6 separate regions of the Mus musculus genome follow, and regions 1, 2, 3, 5 and 6 are each linked to region 4. A link is a contact called in public Hi-C, HiChIP or PLAC-seq and Micro-C data. All regions are on one chromosome and are shown on one strand. Each heading gives the region's core, a stretch centred on a gene start, on an enhancer-like site or on the middle of the called end of the contact. The rest is flanking DNA. Distances are from core to core; before and after follow the strand shown. Region 1 has its middle 5.9 kb from the start of Gm26578. Region 2 has its middle 34 kb from the start of Gm22140. Region 3 has its middle 100 kb from the start of Gm22140. Region 4 has its middle 67 kb from the start of 7420700N18Rik. Region 5 overlaps Nrg1 (neuregulin 1). Region 6 holds the start of Nrg1 (neuregulin 1).

The links. A called contact is a pair of places that touch in the nucleus more often than the background predicts. HiChIP or PLAC-seq counts read pairs in DNA pulled down with a chosen protein or histone mark.
Region 1: a contact with region 4 is called in a Hi-C map of the STO cell line, with 6 times the contacts expected there. The contact joins two enhancer-like sites. A contact is called at or near these places in 14 of 39 promoter capture datasets (the 3T3-L1 cell line, 3T3-L1-derived adipocytes, the C10 cell line and 8 more), 4 of 15 datasets of contacts at CTCF or cohesin (the NIH/3T3 cell line, embryonic stem cells, hippocampal excitatory neurons and 1 more), 134 of 484 Hi-C or Micro-C datasets (the 3T3-L1 cell line, 3T3-L1-derived adipocytes, the AML12 cell line and 71 more), 26 of 115 datasets of contacts at active chromatin or transcription factors (the NIH/3T3 cell line, PVALB interneurons, astrocytes and 18 more) and 1 of 9 other capture datasets (embryonic stem cells).
Region 2: a contact with region 4 is called in a Micro-C map of embryonic fibroblasts, with 5 times the contacts expected there. The contact joins two enhancer-like sites. A contact is called at or near these places in 21 of 484 Hi-C or Micro-C datasets (the Patski cell line, adipose-derived mesenchymal stem cells, cardiomyocytes and 12 more) and 1 of 115 datasets of contacts at active chromatin or transcription factors (extraembryonic endoderm stem cells).
Region 3: a Hi-C map of embryonic fibroblasts shows a contact between it and region 4, with 4 times the contacts expected there. The contact joins two enhancer-like sites. A contact is called at or near these places in 1 of 39 promoter capture datasets (the 3T3-L1 cell line), 17 of 484 Hi-C or Micro-C datasets (the 3T3-L1 cell line, the HL-1 cell line, the MC3T3-E1 cell line and 12 more), 2 of 115 datasets of contacts at active chromatin or transcription factors (the NIH/3T3 cell line and astrocytes) and 1 of 9 other capture datasets (embryonic stem cells).
Region 5: a contact with region 4 is called in an H3K27ac HiChIP or PLAC-seq map of the NIH/3T3 cell line, with 10 times the contacts expected there. The contact joins two enhancer-like sites. A contact is called at or near these places in 3 of 484 Hi-C or Micro-C datasets (adipose-derived mesenchymal stem cells, embryonic fibroblasts and uterus) and 1 of 115 datasets of contacts at active chromatin or transcription factors (the NIH/3T3 cell line).
Region 6: a Hi-C map of the N1E-115 cell line shows a contact between it and region 4, with 3 times the contacts expected there. The contact joins the promoter of Nrg1 here to the enhancer-like site in region 4. A contact is called at or near these places in 4 of 484 Hi-C or Micro-C datasets (the 3T3-L1 cell line, the HL-1 cell line, the N1E-115 cell line and 1 more) and 4 of 115 datasets of contacts at active chromatin or transcription factors (embryonic hindbrain, forebrain, neural tube and 1 more).

What each region holds. Positions count from the first base shown.
Region 1 is chr8:32,001,605-32,006,479 of GRCm38.p6, reverse strand. It overlaps a transcript of Nrg1 not described here. Among named protein-coding and RNA genes, the nearest start is that of Gm26578, 5.9 kb to the left of the region's middle. Within about 2 kb of position 2,044, at least 7 of the 459 cell types and tissues checked have an H3K27ac peak or open chromatin away from gene starts, as enhancers often do. A contact at or near this core is called in the STO cell line, where this site is marked.
Region 2 is chr8:32,218,422-32,222,828 of GRCm38.p6, reverse strand. It overlaps a transcript of Nrg1 not described here. Among named protein-coding and RNA genes, the nearest start is that of Gm22140, 34 kb to the right of the region's middle. Within about 2 kb of position 1,423, at least 33 of the 459 cell types and tissues checked have an H3K27ac peak or open chromatin away from gene starts, as enhancers often do. A contact at or near this core is called in embryonic fibroblasts and pancreatic cancer cells, where this site is marked.
Region 3 is chr8:32,283,634-32,288,127 of GRCm38.p6, reverse strand. It overlaps a transcript of Nrg1 not described here. Among named protein-coding and RNA genes, the nearest start is that of Gm22140, 100 kb to the right of the region's middle. Within about 2 kb of position 1,302, at least 72 of the 459 cell types and tissues checked have an H3K27ac peak or open chromatin away from gene starts, as enhancers often do. A contact at or near this core is called in the HL-1 cell line, the NIH/3T3 cell line and embryonic fibroblasts, where this site is marked.
Region 4 is chr8:31,298,977-31,303,490 of GRCm38.p6, reverse strand. No RefSeq gene overlaps it. Among named protein-coding and RNA genes, the nearest start is that of 7420700N18Rik, 67 kb to the left of the region's middle. Within about 2 kb of position 2,055, at least 35 of the 459 cell types and tissues checked have an H3K27ac peak or open chromatin away from gene starts, as enhancers often do. A contact at or near this core is called in the HL-1 cell line, the N1E-115 cell line, the NIH/3T3 cell line and 3 more, where this site is marked.
Region 5 is chr8:31,841,120-31,845,767 of GRCm38.p6, reverse strand. All of the region lies in intron 2 of Nrg1 (neuregulin 1), which reads left to right. Among named protein-coding and RNA genes, the nearest start is that of Nrg1, 75 kb to the left of the region's middle. Within about 2 kb of position 2,932, at least 32 of the 459 cell types and tissues checked have an H3K27ac peak or open chromatin away from gene starts, as enhancers often do. A contact at or near this core is called in the NIH/3T3 cell line and embryonic fibroblasts, where this site is marked.
Region 6 is chr8:31,916,295-31,920,507 of GRCm38.p6, reverse strand. It overlaps Nrg1 (neuregulin 1), which reads left to right and starts at 1,665. Exons shown (of 10, transcript NM_001364423.1): 1 at 1,665-2,971. The coding sequence starts at 2,305. Gm33223 (a long non-coding RNA gene) reads right to left here and starts at 954. Exons shown (of 2, transcript XR_378857.2): 1 at 908-954; 2 at 1-309.

The sequences.
Region 1 (4,875 bases), core at 795-3,294, 700 kb before region 4:
ACTGAAGTTCTGAGCATGTCAGCTTTAACACAGCAGAGATAACTGAGGGGGCTTAGCCCTGCTGTGTACTTAATCAAATGCATAGGCATGTTGGTGGGAACTCTTCTGGAGAAAAAGACCTTTTAATCTGCTGTATCAACTGGTCTAGCTGATGGGTCTTACAGACCTGGTTATGTTTCCTATCTACATTTTGATGTAATTAACAAATACTGGACTGCACACTGTTGTGGCTGCAGAAGTTCATTAGAATTATCTACTCTCTAATGATGACTATTATAAGTCCCATATCCTTGAGGTCATAGATTCTTCTTTGCACAAAATAAGCAACTTCAGCAAAATCCTGGGCTTTGAGTCACAGATCCATGTATGGAGGGTCCCATAATGTCCTGAGCCTCTTGCAAGCTGGCCCTCCCAGATCCTGCCTCTGACTGATTCATTCAGCTTAGCATTTTCCTCTAGAAGCCTGAATTACAAAACCAGTTTTTCCATTTAGCCTGTCAATTGCCCAGTTAACTTGAGACCTTCCTTAAGATTACTGATGTGTTTCATATTCTGTACAGTATTGTTTTTGTTATTGTCTTGACTCTTAAATGGCCTGTAACAAATCTGTTATTGTCCCTGTTTCAGGTCTAGAACTATTATGTGCTACTTTTTTTATGCATGATGGGAAGGGTATTTGTGAGTGGAAACCCTAAGAAACTTAGTATCACTAATAGTTAGACACTGGCTGTGCACGCCTCAAATGATATCATCCACCTGTTTCCTTAACTAAATGGCTCCAAAGGCTGAAGTGCCTGTAAACATTCTTGGAAATAAAGTGGCCTGTCACTAACAGGGCAGTCTGTGTTTACAGAAGGAGAAGGAATGTCCAATGATCTGTTTCAACCTGGTTACTTGTAACTGCTTACATTATGTAATTATTAAAAACATTAAAGATTATTTACAGAACAAAAATGGACTTGTTTTGAAGAAGTAAAAAAGCAGGAAGAGTGAGGGAAGGAAGCTTGGATACTGCTCTAATATTTACAGAATGATAATGGTACTAATGAGAATGAGGAGACTATATATGTCCTTATATATGCACATGTGTCTATGTATATATGTACATGTGTCTATGTATAAATGCACACGTGTATATGTGCTTGTATAGCACATGTGTCTATGTATATATGCACATGTGTATATGTGCCTGTATATGTACATGTGTCTATTATATGTGCACATGTGTATATGTGCTTGTATATGCACATGTGTTTATGTAGATATAATATTAGAAAGTCTTGGGCTATCATCTGAACAGTAAATATATTTCCAGTATCCTCAATCCTTTTCTACTAAGAGCAATGAAGATTACTGTACCTTAATTAATGGAGATACTGTTAATGTTCCAGGCAGTGTATTACATGCATTGTATGTATATTATATTATTTTTTAAAACAGAGGATACGAAAGCATCCTAACATTAGGCAGAACTAAGTCCTAGCCCTTAGTTCTCTAGACAGACGGCTTGGATGTAAATTCTAACATCACAAATCACCCGTTAGCTGTAAATTCATGGGAAAGTTACTTAATCTTTCTGTGCCTAAGTTTCCTTTTTTTTTTTTTTTTTTTTTTTTTTTTTTTTTTTTTTTTTTTGTAAAGTGGAGATAATTCCTGACTCTCCAGAGTGTGAACAAGATAACCCAGGAAAGCATGCTGGCTATTGCCCAACAGGGAATCGGTACACAGTCGATGCAAGCTTTCTTTATCAGATTACTCCAGAAAGGAATTGTTTGCAAGGATATGTGGCATAATTTTTAGAATTTTCCTTTTATGGGAAGGAAAACCCAGTGCTGACCTCAGGTTAGAGTGGATATAAATATTAATAAGCACTACCTGTAAAGATAGCGAAAAGTGAGTACATCAGGTTTCATAACTGCATACATGTATTATGAAAACATTGCCGAGCTCAATCTAAATATTGAAAGTAGTCCGAGGTGCAATAGGATTTGATCTGGCAGGAACACGTTGAGGCTTCAAGCTGCAAGATTTTGAAACCCGATTCCTTTTCTGGCAACACTTGGAGAGTTGCTGTTCAAACCTCCTTTTGTCGTACAGAATATGTAGTCTTCTCTCTTGAGACTTGCGTAAATTACAGCCACTAAAACACGAAGTATGCGTCAACATGTCCCTTGCTGTCTTTCTCAGGAGTGACAATGTAAAGTCCATACACCCTGGTGCAGGTATTTTGAAATAGAAGCAAAACAAACAATACAATAAACCCGCATTTCTCAGTGTTTGCCCCCTTTCCAGCCTCACTGAATGGTTGTATGTCATGTTTCAGGTTCGGGAAGTAGAAGTGTTTCTTAGCAGATATATTCCTTTATACCAAAGAAACAAGTTAAGTTGGGATTTTACAATGCTGATAGTTTACTGGCTTCTGTCACAAATCATGCCATGTTGTCAGTATTGGGGTGGGGAGAGTTATCAAGTTTGTTCCAAGAAGGGATAACTGCACTTCTGTTGGTCAGTTAACCCTCAAACGCTGATCTTTGACAAATAGAAGGAGGAGAAGAAGAAAAAATTAAATTGTATTATTTTACTTTATTTTTACCAAGGGAAAATATACCAACTAAGTATACTGTTGATATGCATAAATCTAACTTTCCCTAAAGGATCAAGTAGCATTCCTGCCCATCCTAGTTGGTTTTGTATCTGCAAGAGTTTTAATTGGCTGAAATGAAAGAACAAAAAGTGAGCTACCAAAATACCAATAGATGTCACTGTTTGTTGCTTTAGAAGATGTGAGGTGTTAGGAAAACAAACAAACAAACAAAAAACCCAAAACAACTCCAACCAAACTGCCTAGCTAAGTCCATCCTGTTTATTAAACACGAAGCTAGCCATGTTTAAAAGCTTGTTGATTTAGGCTACACTATACCCTTTTGTTTGAAAAGCTACATTTTGTTAGTGAATAATCACATAGAAGTCTGTTTCTTCTAAATATTAAAAATATCTTGCAAGCATGAAGACCTCATTTTGCTCTCCAGAGTCCACATTAAAAATAAGCCTGGTGGTGTGTGTGTGTCAATCTCGCACTTGGGGAGGTAGAGTCAGGCAGATCCAGGGGCTTTCTGGCCAGCCAGCCTACTTGGCAAGTTCCATGCCAGTGAGAGACTAAAAAAAATCTGTATGGCCCCTGAAAACTGTCTTCTGTCCTCTGCGTGCCTGCCTACATGTGTGCATGCATCCCTGTACACAGGAATATGAACAAACACACGTGTCTCTGCATTAAGTTTGCCAAAGAATTCAGAATGTAGGTAGAAAGCTTGCTGCTGATCAAGGCTTTTGGAAAATGAAGTAGCAAACTTATTTGAGAATTTTTCGGTATATTGGTTGGGTTTCTCTTGTATTTCAAACTGTAAGTGATGTCCATCTCTCATGTCCTCTTGATGACAGGAGTTAAGTTTATTTTCTTTCTTCTTCTTAGAAGTGACACCTTCCTCTGGCCTCCAGAGGGTGCTCTGAGAGCATCGTACTGCTATTCCCCAAAGACAACTTCTGCCTTTTCTTTTTTCCATTTTTTTTTTTTTTCAGTACCCTGGGCAGAATGGTAAAATGAACAGTGTCTTGGGTTGATCCAAGTTAGCTGATTTGGGTAGATTTCTTCCCCACCCCCAACTAAACAGTAGCTCCTTGTGCTAACTAGACAGTAGCTCCAATTCCTTAAGCATTCTGAATTGGGATATGCTCAGCCATTGTAATGCTGGATGCCTCCTCTGGTCAGATTAATTATCACTGGCATCTTTCTCTACATCTACAGGTTCTTTCTAGGCAGCCCCTGTCTAGTTAGGTGCAAGTGTCTTCATAAGGAAGTTGAGTTACATTTAACAGTTTTCACCTTGGCCTTGGACACTTGTGTGGTGGAAGCTCCCACGTTGAACAAAAGATATTTGCCAACAGATTTATTTCTGTTTCATCAGACACACAGGCTGGCTGTCCTATTGAAGAACGCTCCTTTAACATACACATTTCCAAAAACAGGTTACAGGTTTTTGTTGTTGTTGTTTTGTTTTGCTTTGTTTTTTGTTTTTTGTTTTTTTGTTTTTTTCTTTTCCATGAATGCTGGAATACACCAACCCATAGCTCCTCTTACTTATGGGTCTTCCTTTCATGACGATTTAAAGATTTATTTATTTATTTATTTATTTATTTATTTATTTATTTATTTATTTATATTTGCCTGTGTCTGTGTATGTGCACGTGGGTGCGGTGCCCATGGAGGCCACGAGAGGGCATCAGATCCCTTGGAGCAGGAATTATGGGAGTTTGTGAGCTGCCCAAAGTAAGTGTTGGGAACCAAACTCAGCAGCTGCCTTAACCTCTGAGCCACCTCTTTAGGCTGTTCATGATTGAATCCACCCTCCGCTGGCCATATCTGTCTTGATTCCCACATTCTATCATTTTCTTTCATAAAGTGTCATGCGGTTTACATGGCTTATTGCTGGAAAGGAAATATTACGAAGAGGAATAGCCTTTGCTCTGCCACAGTGCCCAAATGCTTTCCAGCGCTGAGCATCCATAGGAAGGCAGCTGACTGTGCCAGCAGCTGTCGAGATTTACTGTAATGATGTTGGGAGTCAGGGAATGCTATTAGGCTGAACCATATGAAATTGTCGGTTTTATAGGTCATGCATGGCTGATTACCCCACATGTCATTGAGTGCCATATCAGATTTTTTTTTTTTAGTAATTTGACTTTATGCTTTATATATTATTTTAAATAATGGGGTGGTAATGATAACTTTGAAAGTCTCTCAGAAATTTTAGTAATGAAATCAGATTAAAAGGCGTGCATGAAAGCTACACTAGGGGATAATTGAAGAAGTAGCAATTT
Region 2 (4,407 bases), core at 174-2,673, 920 kb before region 4:
GAGAATGTTGCTTGGTTACTCCTGTATAAGTGGAGTGGGATAACATAGCTGAAGTCCCTGCGCCAAGTAGCTGGGTTCAGTAAATATTAATAAAATGGCCCTCTGCTCCTCCTCATAGGGAGTTTAAAAAACAGAAAGCTTCCCTTTTGGCATTCTCTTTCATGCTCTTTGAAGATGTGCATATAATTATCACGAGCTGGGAATGGAGTCACTGGAGATAACACATATCACACTGTTTCCTGGTAACCATGCATTTAACTAGCAGAAGCGGGGCAAAAAAAGCAGGCTAGTTTTCACCTGGGTAAAAATCTCACTGGGTTTAGGGGTTACACAGAAGGGCTGTTGAAGAGGAAAGAGTGTTGCTGCTTGTTTGCATTCAAATGGACTCTAAGGAGACTGGCATGCTAAAGTTAGCCAGAGTTCCCTCCTTGAGTTGGAGATCTTAGAGTGGGTTACCAGCCAGATGTCTCCTGCTCTTCCTATGGGGCGGTCCCTGAAACAAGGGTCCGAGGGCTTGCTACTGACCTGAGCTACAGCAAACTGACAACTGTTGCGGCGGCTAGTGCTGCTAACGAGTTATGACTGCTGATGAAGTCTAATCCTTGCCCTTCTCTTTCCATTTGAGTTTCAGTCGGTCTTTGGGCTCCATTGGCTCTGCATTTTAACATCAGCTACGAGGGGAGAATGGAGTTTTTCACAGCTTGGGTGAAGAGAGGAGAAAGATTACTTCTAATTTGGGGACCTTGTTAGGTCTTTGGGGGGTGTTTATCCAAGGCCAGATATTAATTAACTCATTAATTAACTAATTTAAAATGCTACTTGAAAGGATGGAATTGATCTGAGAACCAACTCAGTGGTTCATAGACTGGGGCCCTATCAGGCTCATTCCTACAGCATTCATACACACTTAGGATTTAAATTTAATTGAAATTCTAATCCCTACCAGGTTTTTAATAAGAGGCAATTATTAAGAGATTAAGAAACTAGATTCTCATTTCCCAGTTAAAGAGGTCAGGCAGTTGTCATAATACTTTAGGGAGTGTTAGCTAAGTGGCAGTACTACCCAGCGCCTGTGTCACGTTCCTCTCAATGTATCTTAACCTGCCCATGTGTATCCAACTTACCCCGTGGAACCCATTGATAAACCATGGCAAAAGGAAACCACTCCATGGAAAGAGTGGCTAGAGAAGACACTCTTTATCCAAGAGAGGAAAACCAACAGGCTCTGTTTGCCCAGTATGAAAATAACCAGTGTTTGATTCCAAGCAAAAAAGACCATTCGCAGCCAACTCAAAAAGGGAAGAGGGTGGTGTTTCTGAAAATCCGGGGCCTGGGGCATTTTCTGGAATGTGTACAGTCAGAACGTGCACATTCGTCAGCAAAAAGAATGCACTCAGCCACACCCCTCCCACCTGCTGACGACTCATTCTTGCTTTGTGGTCCACAGGCCTCTGCCTTGGTGAGCTGCAGTTTAACATCAACTCCTTTCAAATACTGGGCTAGTCGTGACCCAAACCAGCTCGCCCATTTCCTGCTGTGTGAAGACAGCCCCTGTCATCGCCCTCTCTGGGCTTTGACTCTCTTACAGGAGAAAACAAGGATGTTTGAACAAGTGCGTCTAAAGTCCACTCAGGTGACTGAGTACCCAGTGACTTCTTAGGTAGCCAAAGGCTCATACATGGCCCCTGAGACAGCCTGTGGTAGCATTCTTATTACCTCGCTCTGCTTGCCGTTCTCTCTGTGAGAATGAGGAGCCATTAGCACAAACTATGCCTGTCTTCTGGCAACTCACTGGAAATGTGCCTCGGCCTCAGAACTTTTCACAAAAGACGGTTATCAGGGCTGCTCAGCTGACCAAACCCCACCTACAGCGCAGAATGAGGCTGCTTCTGTAAACTGTTCTCAGAACAGCAGAGCAGTGCCTGCGTTTCCGACACACACACACCCACTGCTATTTCCTCAGGGTTTCTTTGTTTTCCCCACTTTTAAGTTAGGGTTAAAGTCCCCACCCACCCACCTACACCCCTCCATTGGGCATTTCTAAACAGGAAACCAGATGGCTACTACTTAGATTTCCTTAACTTCCACTTTAATAACTACCAATAAATTCTGCTCCTGTACTAACTTCCTTGTGGTGACAGTGACTTTTAAGATTCGTGAGACTTTTGACACCACCCCCCCTTAGTTGGCATCCCCACAAACTGCTTCTTGTTGCTAAACTCTGCTCCTTTGTATAGCTGAATTTCCCGATTGCTGCCTCCCGAACACGCTCCATCTTAGACACTATCTCATCCGCTTCCCCCTGCCAGATATTGATTATCTAGACATTCTCCAATCCCAGTCCCTTCAGCTTTACCGTTATGTCTTTGTAGCTCTCCTCTCCCTTAAACACAGTGGAAACAGGTTATTTTAACAGCTCTGCAACTTGAACTATGCCTTGCCCATTTCCAAAACCAGCAAAGGCAGCAAAGCTTGTGGCAGCTGTCTTCCACACAACAACCCTTTGTTCTCTTAATAAGTCTACAAGGACACTATCACTTGGCACTGTGACATCAGTAAGAGTCACTCAAAAGGATGTCCTTGGTCAGTATTGCAAGTGAAGTGCTCATAGCCAAACATGCTCTCCCCATGTACACACCCATTAAGAGGGGGACAGGAAGGAAAGAGAGTTGAACTTCCCTGGGTTATAATGTCCACTTGAAGGAGAATAATGAAAGACACAGGAAATCTGTGTCCTACAGTTTACCTTGTTCCAGAGTCCCATCGAATGTCCTCACCCGCTTCCTGGTCCTGGCATTCCCCTGTACTGGGACATATGATCTTTACAAGACAAAAGGCCTCTCCTACCATTGATGGCTTATTAGGCCATCCTCTACTACATATGCAGCTAGAGACATGAGCTCTGAGGTGGGGAGGGGGGGGTACTAGTTAGTTCCTATTGTTGTTCCTCCTACAGGGTTGCAGACCCCTTTAGCTCCTTGGGTACTTTCTCTAGCTCCTTCATTAGGGACCCTGTGTTCCATCCAATAGTTCACTGTGAGCATCCACTGTTGTTTCTTTATTAGTGGCCTGTGGTAGACTCCCTCACTTAAGCTCAGGGAACAAAGCTGAGATGTGCTTTGTTCTCTGTAGGCTTTTGGAGTTAGCTGCCTTCTTGGCTGCTAGTGTGCAAGTCTCACCATATCTGCTTCAGTTTGCTTTTATGCTTGTCTGTTTGTTTCCGATACTACAGACTAAAAATTCAGAGCCTTATCTTTGGAGGCACCTTGGCTTTTGAAAAGCTCTGTTCCCAACAACTTTAGCTTAGCCTTGTGGCAGGTTACCTCCAACCCATGCACGTAGATCGTGCGTGATGGGCTATTTCTGATTGCCAGGGAATCCATATATAGTTGCTAAGCTTGAAATCCACTATCCAGGCACTTTGGGGTGTGTTTGTTCCCATTGTCATGACACTAATTTTGCAGCTTGAAAAGTCCCCGTTTGAAGGACACTCTTGTGAAAATATGCAACGTTATACACGCATTTCTGACAAAAGGGAAAAAAATGTCAAGTCCACCCTAGCTCTGTCCAGACAAGCACGGAGAGAGGCGTGTTGACTTGCCAGGCAAATATTTTCCCCTAGTTTTGCTGAATGAATTTGATTCACTGCAGGGCATTTTCCCACACAGGCAGTAGAGGTGGGCTGCCTTAGGATCAGCCACTACCGGCTCTCCAGAGGGCACTGCAGTGAGTCATCATTTTCATGAATGAAAGGAATAGGCGGGGAGAGGGGGTGCAGGGTGGGTAAGGACAAGAAGCTTGTTGCTAATGCCTTCAAACAATGCAAACATTTTGTGAATGACTTTAGATAATATATGAAGAGCTGGCTTTGGGGGTTTGTTATTCTTGATGGAATGCACAGAAAAGAAAAGGGTGGTGGTGGGGGGGGGAATAACTTGTTTCAACAAAAGTTTAATCTGATGGCCTATTCACATGCCAGTTTGTGTAGGGCACAAAGCAGGCAGAACATTGAATCACGTTGCTCTACATCACTGCTTCTTAACCTTCCTAAGGCTACAACCCTTTAATACTGTTTAACAAGTTTAGCTGCTAGCTCCCCTTAAGTCCGTTAACTCATTCACCCTATCCACCCAAAGTTCCAACCATCGATTCAGAGTTCCAGTTTCTGTATCCTATGTCCACTGGTCTCTGTGCCTTTGTTGCTTGATGGTTCAATCCTCAGCTCACATTCTTGACCTGGAACATCTCATAATGTTCACATAATGAAGTGTGTGATGTAGTCATCAGGACTTAAGCCCAGGTACACTGGCCTATGCGTGGTCTTCCTCAAGCCCTCCCCTGGCCTCATGGACCACTTTAGATGGAACTCATTGCCTGAACCTTCTGCTAATGTAGTTCAGATTCTGA
Region 3 (4,494 bases), core at 53-2,552, 990 kb before region 4:
GTTTGTCCTTTATTCCCATCTGTATTTCAGAATGAATGTTAGAAACATAAATGCTAGAAAAAAATTTTTTTTGCACTTGAACTTAGCTAATGGATAAAATTAGAAGTTATTGATTTTATATTCAACTATTTATATTCCTAAATTACAAAATTTCAGTTTGTTACGTAATGACTTTTGGGAATTTTTCCATTCCTGGCCAACTTTTATCGTGATGAGCCATACCCTTTCACTGTATAACTTTGTTTGTTTTGCCTTGATGGGGTGTACCATTTCATTCTAAATTTTTGCTGATGTAAATATGATAAAACCGCAAGCCCAAAGACTGGAAAAAATGAGTTTTTATTTTTGGTCATTTGACTGTAGACTTTAGGAAATCAAACTTCCCTGTCAAAATGGTCAGTTGCTTTCACTTCATAACAATAAATGGAGTTCATAAATGTAGACCAGCAACTCAGGGACCAGATGACTGGTTCCCATTTGTCTCCTCCTCACATGGTAGCAGAGGCATCCAACATGTCCTGCAGTTACCACCCATCAACCCAGACTTCCCTGGACCCATTGTTTGTTTGCTTATTTGACAAAATCAGACTCTGCCTAACCCCTCTGGAATGTACAGTGTAGTCCCTACTTGGGGGCATTTCTGTCATGGGTTATTATTTCTTTCCTATGATTTTTCTGCATTTCTCATCAACCTAGTTGTTTGAACAAATGACACACAGTCCATGAATTACCACCTCAGGTGGTTTCATTCATAGCATTTTGAGTCCAGGTGACCCAAGACCTGGTGATCACACTCATGAGTCTTCTTGCATGTTCCAAAGTGTACAGAACTGCTTCCTTCATTCACATGTCAAAAGGAGATTGATTTTGTACCATTAATTGTGTTATAAGCATTCTTTTATTCATGAGTACATCCATCCTATTAAAACTGCAGGGCCTCCAGTAAAATGGGGGAAAAAAAACCTAAGTGGCATTTAGTGTGTTTAGAAGTCGCATGAAATTTCGAAATTTCACGGACTATTTTAAGGGAGACTCGTGTACCTGTTTTGGTTGCATCAGTATCTACCTACACAGGAGCGGGTTTTAGTAAAGCAGTGGAGAAGTGGCAGGTTTTGAGCCTTGATGGAGAAAATCCAACTCCTTTTCTCTGCTCCATTCTTTGTGACTTTCTTCCCGTGAAGCAGGAGGGGCAATGATCATCACGCTTCCCACATAAGTAAAGGACAGACCAGCAAAGCACCCTGAACCACTCACATCCTTCTCCTCACGGTGACTAAGCTCAAATTCATCAGTGGAATGCATGCCTGGCCTCTTTCCTCTTGCTTCCTGCCTTGCTTCTCGGGAACAAGCTGGCTCAGGCAACCACAGCAGGGCTGAGCACCACCTCAGAGGAGAAGTGAGGGGCAGTGAACCGGAGCGGTGAGGCCATCTTACTTCATCCTGAGAACTGTTGGGAGGCGAGGGGCTGGTGTGAATTAGGAAGCACAGCTGCTAATACACAGCTGTCCAAGTTGTCAGCGACATTCACAAGCAGAATTGCTGTAACTGAGTATTTCAGACTTGGTCGGATATTCACAGCTATGTCTCTTCACTTCCATCTCCTGTTTCTCCACCCAGGTTTTTTTTTTTCCCACTCCAACAGAGAAATTATCTTGAAAAATTTACACGCTGATTAGCAGTCCTTATATGATAATTTTCCCACATGGCTGGTGACATCATAACTAGCTTTTCACTAAGAGTGAAGAATAGAATGGAATGGCTTGTACTTATATCTGGATCAGCGAGCATTAGGATCAGTGGATCAGTTTCGTACACGATGGGGGTGGGGCAGGTGAAAGAGAAGGGAAAAGTATTCAAAGTTCGGAAGTGGAAGCTAATAGCTGTGCTTTGGTGGAAGTGCTCTCAGAGTCTCGCGCACCACAATCCCTTGCTTAATGAAGGAGATGTGCTCTAAAGCAAAGAAAACAAGTAGCCTCGGCAGTGTGTCACTGTGAGGGCATCAGAGTGTGTTTCTACAAATCTAGATGGTCCGATTTACTCCACACCTAAAAGGTATGAGGTCGCCTACTTGTTTACTTCTCTGTTTATTTTTAAAACTCTTCTGTTACAGAATAAGGCAGGCACACACAAATACATGGACACACAGACACACAGACACCAGCTGAGGCTCACACAGAGTTAGGATCATCACTACCACCGTCCACCTCCTCCAAAGCTTGTCCTCCCTGAAGAGCTCAGAAGCAGCAGAATGTATGGATCTGTCATCTCCTAGGATAGCAGTGTCTTCTCTTAGAATATTTCCCAAAGACCTGCCGTAGGCTGTTTCACACCTACGGACTTCTTCAGTTTAACCTTGCATGTACGAGTGGAAGAGAGACTATCTCGGCTTTCCCTGGACAGTCTAATAAGTCAGTTCCTTCACCGCTTTCATCATTATTTCACAGTTTATTATTTTATTTTTTATTCTTTTCTCATCTATCACATCCCGACTGTAGTTTCCCCTCCCTCTTCTCCTCCTCCCAGTGACCTCCCCCACCCCTGTTCCCTACTCATTCTTCTTCCATTCTCCTTCGGAAAAGGAAGGCCTCCCAGGAATATCAACCAAACATGACAGATCAAGTTCAATAAGGCTGGGTACCTCTCCTCATATGACGGCTATTCCACTATTTATTAACTACTGGTTTACATACAATGGAAGTCTTAGGCACTAAATAGATTATAGAACACTGAAATAAACGTTATTAGATCTATATAAAAGAATTAAAGTGGCTCACATTTAAGATATAATGAATATTTGTATATGAATTTACATTCTTGTTATTTTAAGCCCATAAGATGCTTGGATGCACTTACTCACTAACAGGGCAAATTCTTCTTCATCTAACAGCTTCCCTTTAGAGGCACTCTCTAATCTCCTATTTGTGAAAAACAAAAAGAATCTCCTGCCAAAGAAATATCTACCCAAACTGTATAGGTAAATCACTCAAAGCAACCGTGTTGGACTCAAGATGATCTAATTACTCTTTCTGCACTGAGACACGGGGAAAATTTCAAGGCAGGCTCATGCCCGGTCAGTGGGAAAAGTCTTTCCTGAAGAGTGTGTTTCTCTTCATAAGGAAACGCTGCAGAACACCTTGGCATTTTCATGTCAATTAGTGCGCCGGAAAGATGCATGATATTTCCTGTTGGCAACCACAAAGTGAAAGAATTGGAAGGCTGCTGCCCTCTTGGTGTGCCAAGGACTAAAGCTCATATAAGGAGGTAAGACGACCTGTGCCAAGAAGATAGCAACTGCAGGAAGAAGCAAGTAGCACAAGGTTTTGTGTTCCTGTTCCGTATGCAAATGCTCACTTACTGGGAGCAGCCTCAGACTGAAGGCTCTTCCATTCAGAGGGGATGCCATTAGCCAGGGCACTCCTGATTAGACAAGAACAAGCAAATAAGCACAGAGGGAGGGGGTTGGGTGGGCAGGAGGCTCACCCATTTCCCTCCCTTCGCCTGAGCAGTGTGGGAACCACAGAAGGCCAAGGGTTTCAAGGCAGTTGCCAGTAGTTGCCACTGCTGTAACCTCATGCTCTCCTAGGTTCCAAAGTCTGTTTCCTATAGCCTTCCTGGGGTCCTGAAAACCACATGTACCCTTGACAAATAAGAGAAAAGGAACATGACATTGATGGGGGGGCGGGCTGATTCTGAGACAATGGCTCCATAATTCCTCCAGTAATCAGGTTCCGATTTTATGTGATTTAAAATTTTCTAGAAACAATGTTTTCCTTCCTGGGACACATTGTTACTGAGAGTAGAGAGGTAGAGAGAGGGCAGCCCTCATCTTTCAAGTAGCTCCTATTTACAAATAGCTGTCCTGTCTGCAATAGTTACCAAAACAGGTGAGCCGAACCCAAACACATAGCCTGAAAATTCCTTGCATCTTACCCTGTAAATCACACCTAATAGACATTATTCCAAGAAACTGTATGGGTACAGAGTACTCTGGTGAGCTTTTGTTAAATCTGAAGACTTTCTTTACAATGTTTAATTGAGATTAAAATGAAGAGAAGAACTTTGGCTGCAGAACACTGAAAAAAATGCAGCAATGCTTTGTTGTTCTTGTTATTTTTCCCTTTCTTATTCTTTAAAGAAAAGTGTTGTTGTGGCTTCTAGGGTCAGCCAGTGGTCCTATACAGTAATACAGCTGAAGCTGGACTAGTGTTTCATGCCTAAAAATGTTAGGAGAGCTTGGTGGATCTCTAGCAGGAAAACACAAACTTAAATTATTTTTATTCTCCTAATACCTCCCAGACTACAGTTCTAAAACTGAAAGCCCTGGCTTGGTGGATCTGTACTATGTCTAGGGGAAAAAGAAAATGGCAAGTGGGGAATTCAGAAAAATCTGCCCTGAGGAAAGGAAAAGCTGCTAAAAGATTGTGAGCAGAGAAAAAATTAGGAATTGGGACATTGAGGGGTCATCGGGAGATTCCAGATGTGAAGACAAAGACG
Region 4 (4,514 bases), core at 806-3,305:
CCTAGCAGAGGCTTCCTAAGAACATCATGGTTGACATGATCATTTTAGTAGCTATTAGATCCCATAAAGCTTTGTGATGAGGTAAGAGAGGAGAGCCACTCCTCTTTTTTTCTTAACTGAACATTCTTCAAGATTAGGAGAGGGGGAAAAAAAACTGTGCTGGAAGCAGAATTTCTTTGCATGGCTTTGTGTTGCTAAAACAAAACACCCAAGGCTGGGTACTTTATAGAGAAGACTGTTTCATTCAGAGTCTCGAAGGCTAAGACTTATCAATTTGGGCTTAGGTAAAGACCCCTTTGGCTTCTTTACAACATGGCAGATGAAATCATAGCACGCGTGAAAAAAGAAGATCATCTACTGAGACAAGCAGCCAAGGAGAGAGAGAAGGGGCCAGTTTGATCTTACTACTGCAATCTGCTTTCTTAGTAACTAAACTGTGTCTTAAAAAAAAATCCACTGATTCAAACAAAAATATAGATTCTCATGATCTGATCCTTTCCCTCCAGGCCTCACCCAAGTTTCAGTGCCATTCTATTGAGGTCGAGCTTATAGCACACGAACCTTTAAGGGACAAACCAACTATAACCCTAGTAGGCTATTACTGGACTTATTGTAGTTCCCTCCAGTTCCAACAAAGTCTGAAGGCTTCCAGCTGATAGTGTGAATAGTGTATTTTCAGAGAAAATCAACTTCAACCCCAACACCCTCTACAACCGAGAGCCTCTCCCAAAGGGGCTCCCACCATCTGTTCACACCACAGTCACACCTCCAAGACCTAGAGTATAGGTTAGTCAATGTGCCGTTAGGTACATTGTCTTCCAAGGTGGACCCACAGTGACTGCATCCCTGGTGGTGTTCATGAACTAAGAGTAATGAGTCTTTCCTTACCACATTCTACGTGTGGCTTCTTGGGAACTAGATAACATAGAAGCTGCTGAATCTATTTCTCACTTTGTCCTACAATCTGTTTCAAGTCTGCTAGTGTGCTCAAGCAGTGATCTTTCTCTCTTCAAAAGAAAAAAAAACCTTCAGAACTAAATTCCTAGGGTTCAAATATACCTCCAGGACTCAGAGAGCATGTGAGAGCATGGGCCTTGCAGGACCGTGTGACACTGCTGGAATATTCCAGTACATTCCTCCAACATCCCTTAGACATTCACTCCCTAGGATGTCTGTGTGACTCTAGAAGGTTGAGAGCCTACCATTCACTCAGTCAATACCTTGAACACCATTCTCCGGGTCCTTAAGCAGCTTCCAGGCTTCGGAAGACATTCTCTCAGATCCTCTCAGTCTTGGTTTGGGGGATGAGAAGCAATAACTCCTCCCCAAGAGCACTAACTACTCATTCAGTGATGACTCCCCTTCCTTCCTCGGCCCCTCTTCTGAAAGAGGCTGGAGAGTGGTAATGGCATAGCACATACACTTCTCTTCCTCCCCTCAGAATTCATGGGGAAGGGTTGCTGGCCTTGCAAACTGGAGAACAATATGTAATATGCAATATGATATATTTAGGGCCTTTCTTCTTCAGCTTTGTATCTTGTATACCATCATAGCACAGGAGGAAGACTGGTTTTGCAACTATTTTAAATGACTTTTACTGTGATGATGTAGATGTCTGTGTAGAATAACACACAGAGAGATACACATGTTTTCTAAGTATGTGGCTCCCTGCATATATTGGAAACTCTTTAAAGGAATACATCTTCCTTCTTTTCTCTCTCCATTTCTCAGCACAGTATGGAGCATTTTGTGGGCGTGTGACCAATGTCTGCTATACTCTTTCCTAATCCCCAACAAAGCTGAAGGAAAACCCCAGCATCATGAGATGCCAAGCTCCTCATTTTTCAAAAGAAATCCAGGCCCAGAAAGATGAGGTCATTTATCCAAGGGCACACAGCTAGCTGGGATTCCATTTCTCATACAAATTCATACACTTAATGGTGCTGCAGAAGCAGAAGTAAGCCAAGCATATTTGATGACTGGCCTTTGGAGAGTCGAGAGTGGGTAATGGAAAACACTCTACAAATTCCAAAAGTTAATTTTTGCAGATGAAGCACATTTCTCATTCCCCAATCTGGTAGAGTTTGCCAGTGTGTGCCGTGACTAATGTTGGCTCAGCCCAGACTTCCTGTTTTCAGGGCAGCATGACAGATTTGTTGGTATAATTTGGCTTTAATTCATTTCAGGCCAATCCTGGAAACGCGAGGCTATGTCATGTCTCATTGCAACATTAACTCCATTTTTCTACCTTCACTCCCTCTATTAATAAGCAGAGGCCACTCAATGGGGCAATCTTAACAGCCTGCTGCAGGTGACAGCCAGAAATATAAATAACTTCTCACTTAGTCTTTTACTCCTTTCCAGGAAAGCTGATAGGTTCGCTCTCCTATCTCTCCAAGTGGACCCAAGGCTGATGAACTCATTCAAGGCAGTTCACATGTTTCTTGGTGAGATGGATTTCCAGGACAGACTGATAGAGAAAAGGGTTACTCTTGTGGCAATACCTGATGACCTTACAGTGATTCCAGGTTAATAAAATATTTCCCCTGGGCCCTGGAACATCCTCCTTCAACTCAATCTACTGAGAGCACAGGGTGGATGGAATCTTTTCTCCTGCTTTTCCTAAAGTTCACCTATTCCAAATTCTAGACTGAGGATGGAAGAAGGAGAGGTGGGAAGCAGAAGTGTGCAGGTGTCCAAGTTCTCTACAGGAAGGTGGCTCCACACCAATGTGATGGAGAGTGACCTTCAGAAAGACGCCTAGGGAGGAAACATAAGGTGAGTGGATGTTATATTTCATGGCGTGGATACTATATGTATTGTCGAGCTCAAGTATTGAAAACATGTCTGATGTTAAAAACTATATCTGGCCCAAAGTTGTTCTCAGTGGAGAACTAGAAGCCACAGCTCTTCATTCTCTGACCAGCTTCATATCTACCAATTACCACAGCATATCTAGAGCTTAGGCTGGCCAGATCCTTATAGCAGATCCCAGTGAATGACATGGCAGAGGCTTGAGAGGAAGGGAAGGGTATCTCCTGAGGAATGAGTGGCCATTGGAAGAACATCTGTTCATCAGAAGAAGAAGAAAATAAAGTTCCATGCTCTTCTTAACTTAAATTTTAAGACCCACTCATTGGCATATCGCCTATTCTGGTATTCCATATGACTTCTGTGTATTTTATGGAATGCTTAGTGAATCCCTTGGTCATAATGCCAAAATATATTCTCCAAAGACCTTTAAACTGTGTGCTCTGTACCTGAGAATTATATACAGTACTGTCTTCTGTCTTCCCAAAACCATACCACATGGAGTAGAGGCAGAATTTGGGCTAGGTGAGTTGCAGTGTAGGAATTTGAATGTATATATCCCAACTGACTCATTCCTTCTCCTGTTTTGAGGAGTCATGGGCCTGGGAATTAGAAGTAAGAAAAGAGCTAGGGAGATGGCTCAGCGGTTAAGAGCACTGACTGCTCTTCCAGAGGTCCTGAGTTTGATACGGAGCAACCACATGGTGGCTCACAACCATCTGTAATGGGAATGTGATGCCCTCTTCTGGTGTGTCTGAAGACAGCAACAGTGTACTCACATACATGAAATAATAAATGAATCTTTAAAAATTATTAGAAGTAAGAATAAGAATGATGGAGAAGCTTATGTGTTTCCCTTGACTGATTGAAGTTTTCTATTATAAAAGAAAGAAAAAGCAACACCTGCAATGTCCCAAGATGCTTAGAGAGTCCAAAGGGAACTGGGGATGTCCCACCACATTTTGAGAAAGCAAAGTACCACAAAAAAATTTTTTTCCAAGGTCTGTTGCAAGAAACTCTGATATCTTTATTTAGGGCTGAGAAAGTAAATGTCTCCCTTCTTTCCCACTTCTCCTCTTGTTACTATAATGCTGGACTCACAACTACTACTTCTGAGACAAATTCTCTAACACGGCAACGGGGAAGCCAGACTTATTTTCTCAATCATCACACGATGCGACTCCGAGTCCCCCATGTGGCAAACAATGCCACAGAGAAGAGGGGTGGCTCTCTGGACTTGCATTTCACTCTTAAACAAATAAGGACAGCCAAGAATTATGAGAACTCATAATGAAGCGCTCTGGCAAGATTTAATATGTTCCTAGCCGGCCATCAATGCAATAATAGGCCGTGGGTATTTTTATAAATGGATCTTTCCTCTTTAGAGTGGTTTTAGTTGCTTCCCATCCAAAGAATCACTTAGGCAAATGCATAGCTGAGGGGGGAACAAAAGAATAATGATTCTTCTACCTTCTCATTCACGCCAACCTGAAGATGCTTTACACTGGGGGAGGGGAGAGGAAGAGAGAACAGCCAAGAGAAGGAAGATGTTTTGGGGAAGGCAAGGTGGAAACAGGGAACGGAAAGTACAATGCCTTACATGTTTGCTGCATTCCAAGTGCTCTTTCAAATACCAGGAGGGTGAGGATAAATGTAGGGCTAGGGAGATGGCTCCATGCCTAAAGTGCATTACGTGACCCCAT
Region 5 (4,648 bases), core at 1,683-4,182, 540 kb before region 4:
GTGACTATAACAGAATATGCAGAGAGGAGAGAGGAGCGGGTCCACTTCCTGTACTCTGATGCTCTGTCATCACATGGTGCAAAGCAACAAGATCATTTGAATATGAAATTGTCCAGATTCTTTCTTCACTTCCCAATGTGAGCAGTTCAGTAGAGAACTTGGAAGACGTGAATGGGAAGTGTTTTAACCTAAAATTTATTTTTTCCAACAGACAATGCTTATAAATGTGATATATTACCCAGTGGACAGATACAGGCTTACAGTGAGGGATTTGGGTTTTAACCACCAATTTTGGTAAGCAGTCCTGTGTCTTTCCAATTTTCAACCCTCTAGACACTGTCTTCATTTATAACATAGAGTTACTATGTTTTCCAAAAATTTCCCCAGGGAATCAGAAAAATTAAATGAGTTCATCTCTGCTAAAGTACTTTTAACTCCAGTAATACCTTTTTTTCTCCTCTAATAATAAAAAGTAAATGGTACTATTTCTCTGTAAACATTGGAAAAATATGGTGGTGTTATATTTAATCCCTAATTTTTTCTTTAACTTAAAAGTTTATGTGGCTTTTATGAAGCCACCTGCTAACTTTGTAATTTTTATGTGATCGATTAGTTATGTCCCTGATCACCCTATTAATATTTTTGATCACTAGCTAGCTACCTTATTTAAAAAAAAAAACAAATCAAAATTAAAAATCAGAAATCAATCTACACGTAAAAGATAGTTTCCTTCATCCTGGACTTCCAGTGATTTTATATAATTAGTGTCTACATATTTGTGTAGGTCATGCTCTATTATATATTGTTAAGAGATTCATCATTATACAAATAAAACTCTTGGATATCAAGTCACAGTAATATGTTACTGTAACTTAAATTTGGTAAATGAAATGTTAATAATTGCCTGTAGAACTCTATGATAGGTCCTTTTAAAACATTGATAATAACACAAGGCAGATATAAGCTTAGCATGTGTGAAGACATGAAATTGCTAAGCAACTAAGCTCTGCAAGGGAGCAAATATGTTCCAAATAGCACAGTGCTGACTTCTAAGGCAATTAGAATTTAAAGGGAAAGACAGGACTAGAAGTAGAGAAGCATTTACGCATGTAGCTCTTGTGTACAGAGTTCTTCCAGTATACTAGGTTACCTTTGAACAGGCAGGAAAAAAATCTTTTCTCTTCTTCCCTTTCCTTTATTGTTGACATACCAAAAAATGTTTCAGTATAGCATTTTTAAACAATTTACCTTTGTCACTTCTCCTTCCTGTCCCTTCTCTCTCCTCCTTCCCCATATTCTGTCTTCTACCCGAGTAGCACCTTTCTTCTTTCATAACACATCTACCCTTACCCTGACCCCTGCCCTTTCTTACTCCTCTTGATCCCATGATCTTCTACCTAGTTTTGTAGCGTATACCCATCCTTATGCCTTCTTATAAATACACACACAAACACTAAAAGTTAGGATCTGGATATGAGGATGAAGATGGTGATGTGCCTCCCCAGAATAGCACCTCCACTGCACGAAGTGAAACAAACATAAAAAACAAACAAACAAAAAACCAACAACAACAACAACAACAACACAAAAATAGAAACAAAAGAAAACAAAAACCTCTGTTCAGTAGTGCATCTAGGTACATGTTCTATAAGCTGAGCAGGAATCTTTGGGTAGTGTGAAAGCTAAGAAGGAGCCAGAGTAACTTTGAGAACCAGGAAGATAAAACCATGAACACAAGAATATGCTTAGCTACACATGATAGGGAAACCCAGGGGCTAAGTAAGATACAAAGAAAGAGTCAGCCATACTAGCTTAAGGCTAAAGTTTCACAAAATACTGTCAGGATGGTAGCAGTGGTGATATCTACACTATTTATCAGTAGATGACTTGACATAAACAGGCATGATGAGAATCCATTGGAGTTTTAGAACATTGTAAATGCCATGCTGATTCCACTTGCAGGAGAGTGTTCTCTTATAGGGAACTTCTCTGTTCTTGGGTGCCATCATATTTATCAGAAACAGAAGTTGTGAGAGAAATTGATGGGACTCTTAAGAATATAGACACTGAGTTCTTCAGACGCCCACGTCTTCAGTTTTTTCTTCTGTGCAGAGAATCCTAGCACTCTTAGTATTTGTGAATGTATTTAGATTTTGACTTCCTAGTATAGTCTGAAAAAAAGTCCTGTAGGGACCAATGTAAGTGCAGTTCTGTCTAGAATTAGAACATTGGCTAAACTCTCTCTACATACACGTCTCTTGCATCAGCTAGCAACAATGTGTGTTGATTAGGTTCCCACGAGGCAGGCCTGAGTTCATGCTGAGCATCCAGGGATGAACAAAACCACACTGACCTCTTCCTTCAGGAGACAAGGGCCAGTGAACATAATACCCATGTTTCAAGCCATCGATTTAATAATCAATTATTGATGCACCAAGTACTATGAAGACATTAGGACCTAAGATTATGTCTAGGTCCTTAAGGAATAAAAGACGAAGGTTTTGTAGAGGGACAGAAAGTATGAAGCTACCACCTTCAGACTGTCTATGTTAAATAAAAATGCAGTTTCAAAATATTTCGACTTAATAATTTAGAAGAAACCCATTTAGATGTCTCATCATCAAACAGGTCTGTTAGCACAGAAAGAATGAGATAGTGCCTCAGAGCCTTCGAAGGGAAGACTGACAGACCACAGATGAGCAGCCAGTATGTCATGTGTCACTGTAACATGGCGAGGTCCTTTGCCTTGACTTAAGGATGCCTCGAGTTGTATAAACGCTGGTGAGTGTTATAGTCTCGGAGTAAGCATTTCACTGGAAACAGTACAAGCTTAGTGTTTGGTAAGGCCTAAGGCTCTGGCAAGGAGAGATGTGTTCCTAAACATGCCACACTCACTGTTAGTGAGGAAGCACGTGTGAGAGCCAGTGTGTGATTTGTACTTTACCTCAGTATTGACTCATGAGACCTATGAGGCCGCTATATGTATTCTGTTATCTCATGGACTAGAAGTTAGTCCCAGGGTCATAATAAAAGAAGGGGGAGGCATATGCCAGCTGAGCAGTAATGGGAGGTATAGGCTAAATCTGAAAGAAACATTATTGGAATGTTTTCTATTTAGTATTTTTCTTTAATGATGTTAAGAAGGGCATCCTCTTGAGGAAACAAATGGCTTTTGCAGATGACACTGTAAAGGACACTAAAACACAAATTAGAAAAACACATATAAGCCTCAAGTATTTTCACTTAAAGGCTGATAACAGAATAAGATTCATCTTCGAAAAATGCAGACTAATAGTAACAATACATTTGGGAAAAGAAAAATAATCTACAATGCAGATACTCAGCCAGTGAGTAGGCGAGCTCTGGCTGGAATACCAAGCCAGCTACAGGGTGAACAATGTCTGTGTTTGCAATGTGATACTACAGCAAAGCAACCCAGAAGTCTGAGTGCGGCATCCATGGGCAATCCAGAGAAACAGCAGGAGGCTTTGACAGCAAGCAGAACAAGTCACTATTTCCCAGAATGGGTTTGTTGACATTTTCATAACTTTATGTTTGTAAATATCAACACCAAGTAGATAGATAAGTTCACATGTTTTACAGTGTAAAAGGAGATGCCACAGTTAGTACTAAAGAAGAAGACATGTTATTCTTCCTGACAGGGTATTTTAAAAACTGGCCAAATGTTTCATTGCGGAGTGATGACTAATGAGTAGAATACTGGCCATCAGGTTTCTTCCCTCCACTGTTCTCCAGGGACAAAGATGAAACCAGGAAACAAAGGAAGGAAGATGTCTAAAGATGGCTTACAAGTTGACTGTAACTGATAAATAGTTTATAAAATTGGCCAGAACCCTATAGAACCAGATCTTTCTTGGGAATTTGTAAATATCTTTGAGTATGTCTAGAGTGTTCATAAACTGATTCTCAAAACACATGCATCTATGAATGAATCCTTAGTAAATGTGCTGGATCATTTGTGGAGTATTATCACTATTCAACTGCTTTTCATAAGGATTCAACTATGTTTATTAATTTAATGAGTGATTTATAATTGCTATTTCTCCTGGTTGGAAAGATTATAGAAAATTGTTAGGGATTACTAACTGCTAACATTCATGCACCTTATAACCACAGTAAAGCTCTGGACCTCACATGGAAGGACAAGGCTACATTAATCATAACTGGACTCTAAGCTAAAGCAACTCTGGGCATTCCTTAGAATTTATCTTAACATAGACTTAAAAATGAAATGATCTCCTAAGGCACTATGTAAAATTAAGAACGCATAGTGTTATAATAAGTGTCATTTTTAAGGCTAGTGTACCTTTGAGAAATTTTAGTATTTTTGTTACTACTGTAAGACAAAAGTCTTGATTAGAACACAGTTCTGTTTTATTGGATCCTAGGTAATCTGGTGTTTAAATAACAAAATTTAGCTGTTAGGTCATCGGCTTTCTCATAAATGATCATAGTCCTTTCTCTTTTCCATGACAAACAGTGCTAAAGGTTTCTACTTGGCGGAGGAAATCCCCAGGTACTGGTACTTGTTATTAGATTTTTATTTATTTATTTATTTTTTGAAATCCACACAGGGAATTTTATTTTAAACTCTAAAGGTAAAAAGTAGATGTTAAGATTAACTTGT
Region 6 (4,213 bases), core at 416-2,915, 620 kb before region 4:
AAATAAATATACTTCAAAAACAGTAGAATTGTCCTGCATAAAATGAATTGCAGATTTTCTTAAGAGTTGAGCATTGCCTGTCACTGCCCTGGGTCTGCATGGGATGACGATGTTGTCTGGATTTCGAGAGAGTTTGTAAGAGTTCCCCTATGGACACAGTTCCTTGGAAGTCATTTGGTTCCTTGGAAGAGTGGCTTAAATGTTCAGATGCACAGACAGACACTGGAACACCACGGAATGTTCCCTGGAGCCTGTGCTCTCTCTTACAGTGAGTTTCTTCCATTTCTTCCAGTACTTCAAGTCCTGTTTCTAAACAAACAAACAAACAAACAAACAAACAAAAATCAGCATGGAAGCTATCTGTAAATCACAGTTTCTGAAACCTAATCCACAAGGCACGCTCTGATTGAAAATTCTCAATACTGGCAGTGCGATTATAGCTGAGGAGATGTGGTGTGTATTACAGTGCCCAGGGAATTCAAGCCTCCTCTGCAGTGTGGAGTCAACATGAAAGGCTAATTTGAAAATGAAGCGGTAGATAGCGTAAGTGTTCCTCTTAGGTTGACATTATTCTAGCTTACTCTGGATGGAATAAGGAGGACTCAAATGTAAAGAGCAGGAAGACACTCGGGACTTTTCCCCTTCCCCCACCCCCCCTCACACCCCGCCCCGCCCCCGCACACACTCAGCATTTCGCTCTGAGCATTGAAAAAGTCTTTAGCCACAAGAAGGTGGCTGAAGGAAGAAGGCAGAGCTGTCCATGGTTTAGAAACAGTGCTCTAACTGCTGGTTGAAAACCGGGTAATAAGAGTCCTGTTAGTGAACAAAACTTATTAGAGAACTGGCTACGGAAGGAAGGAATGCCGCTGAACAGCAGGCAGGAAGAAATTGCTGTTGAAAAGCCTACCTCTCTGGGGAGGAGTCAGAGATCAGACTTTGCCAAGCCTCAGGTCTAACCCAGAAGGTCCCCACCTCCACCCCCCACCCCATCCCCCTCCATCCCAGCTTTGTTAGATTGCTAGCATCATCGATCCCTGGCTTTTTCTGACCCCACAGTGGGTGAAGAGGAGAGAGCCAGCAAGACTGAAAGCAAGCAAGGTGGAGTGTGGGATGGGAGACTGGGGCCTGCTTTGGTAGAGGGAAATTAGAAGGGGGGGGGGGGGAGGAGGCCGGGGGAGACCCAGTTTAGCTGGTTCCCGGCTGCTTCTCTTTTCTCTGGCCTTTATTCCTTGTAATTGGATAAAATAGGAACTCACTGGCGGACCTGCGTTGCTGGGTATACTGTACTTATTAGAGACCAGCTAGCAGTAGAGTGGGGACTGGGGGTGCGGGGCACAGGGGAGGGAGGGAGGGAGGGAGGGAGGGAGGGAGAGGGAGAGAGAGAGAGAGAGAGAGAGAGAGAGAGAGAGAGAGAGAGAGAGAGAGAGAGAGAGAGAGAGAGAGAGAGAGAGAGAGAGAGAGAGAGAGAGAGAGAGAATATATCTTTAGGAGGAGGAGGAGGGAAGAAGAGAAAGAAGCTATGAAGAAGGAAGATTGCAGAGGAAAAAGTGACTGAGCGCAAGAAGGACAAAGAGGAGTGGTTGGGGGTGGGGGTGGAGGCAGGGCGGGGAAGGGAGTTACCGCCCCTCCTGGCTCCTCCTGCCCTCGCATCCTTGTGCAATGGTACTGTTTGCCGTGATGCTCAGAGGGCAGGCACCTGCTGCTCTGTAATGATTCAGCCTCTTTCAGCCGCTGCGTTAACACGACAGGATGCTGTTGCTACTGTCGCTGCTGCCCCTCCTGCCGCCGCCGCTGCTGCTGCCGCCGCCTCCTCTGGTCTTGCTTTTGCTTTTACTTCTCCTGCATGACAGTTGTTTTCTTCCTCTAAGCAGACACCAGCTTCAGACGCTTGAGGTGAGAAACATGCCTTTCAGTTTGGGATACTGGTTTACTTAATCAGCTAGGCATCAGCTTGCTTCCTCTTTTGGTCCCCTGCCTTCTTGAACCAACCGGGATGGTTTGGAGAAGCCTTTGAAAGAACTGAAAAAGTGTCCCAGAAACAACAGCTCAAGATATTTCGGTACACTTCTATTTCATAGTTGCTAGAAGCCCTTCCTTTTTCGTTTCTTTTTCTTTTTTTTTTTTTCCTTTTTTTTTTTTTTTATCTTTTTCTTGCTTCCTCTTAAGCTCTCTTACTTTGGATAATGGCCTTGGACTTGGGTGCCTTATCGATTTCCCCCTTCAAGATGCTGTATCATTTGGTTGGGGGGAGCTCTGCATGGTAATGCACTGTGAGAGAGGCCGGGCCTTCTGGAGGTGATCCGGATGGAGATTTATCCCCCAGACATGTCTGAGGGAGCTGGCGGGAGGTCCTCCAGCCCCTCCACTCAGCTGAGTGCAGACCCATCTCTCGATGGGCTTCCGGCAGCGGAACATATGCCAGACACCCACACAGAAGATGGGAGAAGCCCTGGACTCCTGGGCCTGGCCGTGCCCTGCTGTGTCTGCCTGGAAGCGGAGCGTCTCAGAGGGTGCCTCAACTCCGAGAAGATCTGCATTGTTCCCATTCTGGCTTGTCTAGTAAGCCTCTGCCTCTGCATTGCTGGCCTAAAGTGGGTATTTGTGGACAAGATATTCGAATACGACTCTCCTACCCACCTTGACCCTGGGGGGTTAGGCCAGGACCCTGTTATTTCTCTGGATCCAACGGCTGCCTCCGCTGTTCTGGTCTCATCCGAGGCATACACTTCACCTGTCTCTAAGGCTCAGTCTGAAGCCGAGGCTCATGTTACAGGGCAAGGTGACCATGTCGCTGTGGCCTCTGAACCTTCCGCAGTACCCACCCGGAAGAACCGGCTGTCTGCTTTTCCTCCCTTACACTCCACTCCACCGCCCTTCCCTTCTCCAGCTCGGACCCCTGAGGTGAGAACACCCAAGTCAGGAACTCAGCCACAAACAACAGAAACTAATCTGCAAACTGCTCCTAAACTTTGTAAGTAGTGAGAGAAAGAAAGGCGATGGTGGCTTAAAAGAAAGGGTGGGAGGGAACTTCCAGAAGGCAAACTCTAGAGGGTTAGCTTTTTCCTTTGAGTTTGCATTTTAACCGGGAGGTTTTATTTGGTGAATCACGTGACAGGGAAAAAAAAACAAAATAAAGCAATTTTATAAACTCCTAGGATGAATCAGGTCTTTTAACAGCAACTCCATGTAGCCAGGTTGTTAAGTCTGAGGTTGTCAATTAAGAACTACAAGCATCTTTGAAGTTGGGCTTTGGATGTAAGCTAAGGTCAATTGATTTGCTATAGTTTTAGAAGTTAATATCTGACTGTCCTTCATATTTTAATAGGCATGTAACGTCGGTGTGCCAATAAGTATTATTTGGTATTGCGCCTGCCATTCAGTAGAGTTTCTTTCGACTTTCTTCTTCCCATTCTGTTTCCCCGGAGCCCCAAGCTGCCTGTCATCTTTCTCCAGCTCTTCTTCCTGCCTCTTTAGTACATCTCTGCACGTCTGAATTGTCATTGTTTGATTCTGATACTGCAGCAAGTCTGAAAGACACAGTCCTCCCTCTGCTGTCCTCAGACCTGTGCCGTACATACATTTGGTTACTGAGAACTGACCAGAGGCAGTTTGTATTTTGTTCAAGACAGACTGCAGTTTTCCACAGAAGGATTTTCCTAAATGAGTTTTGTCTTCTGTAATCAAGCATTTAAGTACATTCCTGCCCAGTCGTTAACAAGGTACCTCTTTCTTTTTTTTGAACGTGTGTCATTTAACCCCATCTTGTTGCCAAAGCCTGGCTTAATAACTTGTGTGGGAAAAGACTCCACGCTATTAAAACAATCCAGAATGAAACACTGGTGTGTGCAGAGGTCATTGCCTTAGCTTTATGATGGAAAGTTGACAGCCATGAGATGATGACTAGCCAGATTGTCCCAAATGTCAGCACTGAGCTGGGTCTTTTGGTTACAATATTTAAAGAAATGTTTTTAGTGTTTTCAGTTCCTGTCTTTCCCACTCTTTCTTATTACCATCGATGAGTTTACTTAGTAGGAAAAAAAACCCCTAAGATATGAGAGAATTTGATTCTCAACAATGCATGTGAAACACTTTAGTGTTAGAAGGAGCTGAGGGTAGAGAGTTTATAATAAAGCGCCTCTTCAGTTTTCCCTCTAGACCGTAAGGAAGAGTAAATAAGACCTCCTCCATGCAGTGCTGTTTAGAATGAAGTTGT